Linked DNA regions of Zea mays: region 2 is linked to region 1. A link is a contact called in public Hi-C data. All regions are on one chromosome and are shown on one strand. The core of a region is the stretch at or near the end of the contact, and the rest is flanking DNA. Distances in the headings are between cores, read along the strand shown. Region 1 holds the start of LOC100217157. Region 2 has its middle 23 kb from the start of LOC100279608.

Region 1 (2,734 bases), core at 8-2,507:
CCCAAGAAAACCCCCAGCACAACGTCCGGCCAGGACCCCGGGACAAAGCACACCTCCACAGCCGCCGCCGCCCAACCAACCCACACAGACCCATCCAGAGGGCCAATGACGCGCCGGTTGCCACAACAGTCGCAAAGCAGCGCAGACCGCCACCACCTCTGGCTGGGCCCACGGTCCCGGCCAAGCAGCGGCAGCACCACACGGCGCACCTCCGTCGACCAACCCTGGCAGCAGCCGCTGCGACGCGCCAGATCCGATGGCATGCGCACCACCTCAAATACCGTCGGGGCTGCCGCTGCCCATATGCCGACACCCCACATCACCACTGAGGAGCCATATCCTCCGTTCCTCACCGTCGCACGACTGATGCCCCGCCCACAGCAGTAGACAAGGCCGTGAGGGGAGGGGAGGGGTGGCAAAGAAGAGAGCGCCGCACCACAGCGCCTGCCCGAGCCCCAAACCGCCATCGACGCAGCCGCCACCGGCCGCCAGCGCCAGCAGTTGAGGGCAGATCCGGCCCACACGCCACAAACCCAACACCACGAGGAGCACGCCCGCCAGCCAGCTCTAGACCCACCACGCCGTGCGTCCGCCGCCGAAACGGCGCAGCCCCGCCACCACCAGCAGATGCCGCCAATCCATTACCTGGCTGCACCTGCAGGAGTGCAGGACCAAATGTTGAACCGCCGAGCACAGCCCCCGACGACGCCAGGGACAAGGAAGACGACGGCGCGGGGGACTGCGCCCGCCCCAGTAACCCCGCGGCTGGAACTTGAGCCGCCCGACACAAAACCCGCTCAGATCTGAACACCGAGAGAGCAAACGAAGGAGAAATGCCGGAGAAACGCCCCGCCGCCGCCATCCTTCGCGCCGGCCTTCGGCAGTCTCCTCCGGCGACGGCGAGGGGGAATAGAGGAGGAGAGAGTGGCGGCGCTAGGGCTGGGGGGCCTCCCGTGTCGCCCGAGCGGAGGACGACGCGGGGGCTGGCTCTCCTGTTCCTGACGGGTTCTCGTCGCCGGATAGCTTAAGTTAGGGTTCGGGTGCTCGGTTTCGTGCAGCACGAAGGGAATAGAAAGGGTGGTCATACCTGACGGGTTCTCATCGCCGGCAAGGGCCCGACGCAGACCTGGGTACATGGAGTAGGGTTTAGTGCGGCGGCGGAGGACGCGCGGTCGTTGCTACTTGGGAGAAAGAGAGCAAGTGGGGTGAACTGTGAACGGGAGAAGAAAGGCTGGGATCAAGCCGAGGGCCGGGCCTGCCTGATATGGGTGATAAGGCTGGCAGCTGTTAGCGTCCGAAGTCCACCCCCGACCACCCTGGCGCCTGACGCATTTCAATGTGGGCTACATACGCGGCCCATGTTGAGACCCCACTCGAAGGGGGGGGAAGAGGCCCAACTGAACGACACGCTGGGTCGGATCAGTTAGTTGCACAGGGGTTGAACTCGGCCCCATAAATTAGTTGAAATAGAAGATCGGTTCATTCTCTTCTGTTTTCTTTTGCTCGGTTTTCCACACAATGCCAACTCAAGCCTCAGTGTTATGGTGGATCCAATATTTTTAAAGTCAAACAGTTTAAAAACTCAGTGTTATGGTCGGATCAGTTAACATGTAAGTCAAACAGTTTAAAAATTCTGGATCTGTTTAGTTCAGCTTTTTTCTAAACGTTTTGGTAGTCTACAGCAGCTTCTGGTGGCTAGAAACTAAAAAAACTGAATACAACAATAATAACATCACCAATACGAGCATATCGCTGATTACCGGTGGCTCCTATGACTCGAATACACATCAATTTTCTAGCTCCACTGTTATCTGCTACATTTAAAAGGGTCTGAGATTGAATCATATTATTTTGATTTCCATTTGTTATTTCAATGCAAAAGGATGAAAGAAATTTTGTCTTTACAGAAAGAAAAATCAGGGTTTTTTTATCTTCAATATTTCTTTTGGAGTTCTATATCTCTAATCGAAGAAATTGACTTCGTATCAGCATTTTACTGGCAGCTATAGAGATAGCTGCTCTAGCTACATTTTTCGGATACTCCGCTCATTTCATAAAGTATTCGATCTGGTTTAACAACGGCTACCCAATATTCGGGGGATCTCTTTCCCGAGCCCATACGTGTTTCTGTGGGTATTATATTATTGTAACCAGTTTATCGAGAAATATACGTACCCATATTTTCCACTACAGCGTGCATATCGTGTTATTGCTCTTCGTCCAAACAGTCTATAAACTCTACGATGGGATGGAATTGATGGAGTAGAGCTAAAAAGAACGGAGTGTAACAGTCTCGAACATCCCTTATTCAGATTATATATATATATATATATATATATATATATATATATATATATATATATATATATATATATATATATATATATATATATATATATATATATATACTAGTTGTATGCCCGTACGTTGTTACGGCGGCAACACGTTATGATAAAATACATACATATGCAGAAACATTAATCGTCATTCTACATATGTACTCCCCAATGAACAAATAGATGTCAAGAAAACAAAACATGTTGTGACAGCTGCTCCCCTCCCCAACGGTCGTGGCTGTTGCGCGGGGCAGGGGGACTGCGGACTGCGGAGGGAGCAGGGGCGGAGGGAGCGGACACTGTGCGAGAAGGGGATGGACTGGGTTGGTGGTCGTGCGGAGGGAGCAGCTAGGGATTAAGTTCATCCAAGCAATTGCAATTTAGGGGGTGTTTGGTTT
Region 2 (2,787 bases), core at 224-2,723, 89 kb before region 1:
TAACGGCTCTCCGTGGCGCGCGGCCAAAAGCTTACCTCGACACCTTTCCATCGAGTGGTATACTGTTATTCTGTGTGCACCTGCACCTGCACCACCGGCCCGGAGTCAAACCGGCGATAAGCACAGCACGCCGCGGCTCTGTCGAGCGAGTAGAGTACGCAAAAGCGACGGCTAATCACACACGCACTAGTTAATAGCTGTCGTCCGTCGGATCCTGTTTGTTTGACAAAAAGGATGATTACCCGGCCGGCCAATCGCCAGCTGCGCCGTTTCCATTCAGGGGCAGGCGAATCGGAGGTTTGCAGCGATCGGGCGGCGGGGCCGGGCTTGCCATCTTGGGCAGCAGAAAGCGGAGTGCAACGGCCTGGTCGCCTCGCTGCCGCTGCCCAGTAGTAGCTGTCGTCTCGCCGCCCGGCCCGGACTATATGACGACGGACGACGATGATCTCTCCTCTTCTCCTCCTGTGCTGTCTCTCCACGTCGTCAGTGAACACAGGGAATCCATTCCCCAGCCGATCACCCGCACGACAGCGACAAAAGGGGAGGGGGATATATGGAGCTAGGGAATGCATATGTTGTGCTTCGGCCGTGGTCGATGATGGATCGGCGATCGCTGAATGAATGCGCCGTGCCGGTGATCTGACGGACGCGCCAGATGTGAGATGTGACCGTACTGCTACTGCCATCGGCGTCGTCGTGCAAGCGACGATGGGGGCCCCGCGGGGCGGCGTGGGGTGGAGTGCGACCGTGAGTGAGAGCGACCGACCCAGATTTGCTGCGGTAAACTGTCGATCGCGTCCCGCCGGAAGGTTAATTAATGACGGGGATAGATTCGCCGCGATTCGCTGCTAACGCGCGATACGTGTCGCGTGTACGAGTTTATTTTTTTTAATAGCAGCTGGCGGTGGTGGTCTGCTGGAAGGGAGAGACGGGCGGAACGGAATTGGCCATGAGGATGAGAGGTAATCCAGCCCACGTTTGTTGGGCCTAATCTGGAACTCCATATCGGGCCGTCTGGGTGGAATTAAGTGTGGGTCCACTTGGAAAGTTCCACTCGCAGAAGACCACTGGGCCAAGTCCACTCTGATACTTGGGCTTTCCGCCCCCAGTCATAGCTTCATTTCTTTTCTCTCTCTCTCTCTCTCTCTCTCTCTCTCTCTCTCTCTCTCTCTCTCTCTCTCTCTCTCTCTCTTTCATTTTGCGCGGAACACGTTCATGATAATATACTCCTCCTCAGCGGAACACAATACACAAATATCTCCTGGTAAAAAGGTTGTTCATACGCAACGTGACAGCTACAGATAGGTCACTGAAGCAACGATTACCAGATAGGTAGGCACAGCACAGCCACGTCCTCCATACGCATTTTTTTTACTTGAGTGGAAACCAAGTTTTGGCAATCCACTGACCGTGTTGGACTTGGACTCAAACGACCGAACTGCGGGCCTACGCAAAAGCCACCGTGTCGACCTGCCAAGTGCCAGGGCAACGCGGCGGCGTAATTGCGCGCGGTCGAGCAAAGCTGCAGAGGCGGGCCGCACCCGCCGCGCCGTCCCGTCACGTCACCTGGATCATGGTGATCGCCGCCCGGCTGCCGTTCCTCTTGCTCGCGACAACAGAAAAACCTCAATACCCTATCAAGAAAAAAAACAGCAGCAGAAAAATCTTCCGTGCGCCGCGCTTGAGATGCGGGCTAATGAGCGATCAACCGCCGCCCCGTGCTCTTCCCTCGGCGGCTAATGTAATGATCATCGACCCACGCACGCGGGATGGTCCTGGACTCCTGGTCCATGGGCCATGGCCTGGAGCGAGAGGGGGTAGTTGGGCATTCATCAGGCGCGGCAAGTTGGTGGGGATGGGATCGCTGGGTGCCCCGTCGGAACTCGCCAGCCGATCATGGGATGCTCGAGCTCGGGCAGGTGGACTCGGATCCCCCACCATAAAGTGCCGGCACGATGGCGGAAAGATACGTACGTGCAGGTCGCAGGCGCAGAAAGCCGGAGGCGGACGAACGAGCACGGGGGCTATCAAGTATTCAAGTGCGAGCGGCCTCCAACACCAACTCCATGCGTGCGCGCGATGTCAATGACGCGCCGGACCAACGGTGCAGAGGTTTTCTAAGGATCCTGTAGCACAAGCCTCCTTTACACGCTTGGCAACCTGTAGAGTAGTAATAAAGTACGTTTTGGATTTAGATAAGATGCATGTTACTTTCTTCTTTTAGAAAACTGGAAGCAGCGCAGCCGGCAGTTCTTTTGCGCCGCGCCGCCGAATCAAGCGGATAAAAATACTTCTACATAAATCAAGTTATCGAGTACATACTAGAGTTTTATGTAAAGGGGAAAAGAATTCCAGTTTTCCTAAAAGTAGATGTTTGGCATAGCTATGCTCTAACCTTTAAAGCTTTAAGTATGGACCAGCTATGACTCGTGGTGGGTTTATCGAAATTCTTGGGTGGTTTCATCCCGTCACGAGTGACTCTTCAAACACCTAGATCAACGGTCTCTAGATAACAAGTCATTTTAACACTATAATATAGTGTTAGTGCCGTCGAAGTGTGGTGGCCTATGGATATTCATACCTTTATAAATCGTCGGTTCTTTTAACAGTGAAGTTAATGCGTTTTAAATGAGCCAAACCAGGCTCTGATACCAATTGAAGGAAATAGGTGATGCATAAGAGGGGGTGAGTTAGAACTTCTAAAACTTTCTCTAAACTAGGCCTCAAATAAATCCCTAGAGCAAAACCTATGCAAATAATCAAACTAGAGTGTGCAAACTAGGTTTT

Evidence for each region. A called contact is a pair of places that touch in the nucleus more often than the background predicts.
Region 2: a contact with region 1 is called in a Hi-C map of leaf, with 2.8 times the contacts expected there. The contact joins the enhancer-like site here to the promoter of LOC100217157 in region 1. A contact is called at or near these places in 9 of 25 Hi-C or Micro-C datasets (bundle sheath, ear, leaf and 2 more).

The regions. Positions count from the first base shown.
Region 1 is chr7:167,196,679-167,199,412 of Zm-B73-REFERENCE-NAM-5.0, reverse strand. It overlaps LOC100217157, which reads right to left and starts at 1,257. Exons shown (of 9, transcript NM_001143522.2): 1 at 1,088-1,257. The coding sequence starts at 1,136.
Region 2 is chr7:167,285,922-167,288,708 of Zm-B73-REFERENCE-NAM-5.0, reverse strand. No RefSeq gene overlaps it. Among protein-coding and RNA genes, the nearest start is that of LOC100279608, 23 kb to the left of the region's middle. Within about 2 kb of position 1,473, at least 20 of the 20 cell types and tissues checked have an H3K27ac peak or open chromatin away from gene starts, as enhancers often do. A contact at or near this core is called in bundle sheath, ear, leaf and 2 more, where this site is marked.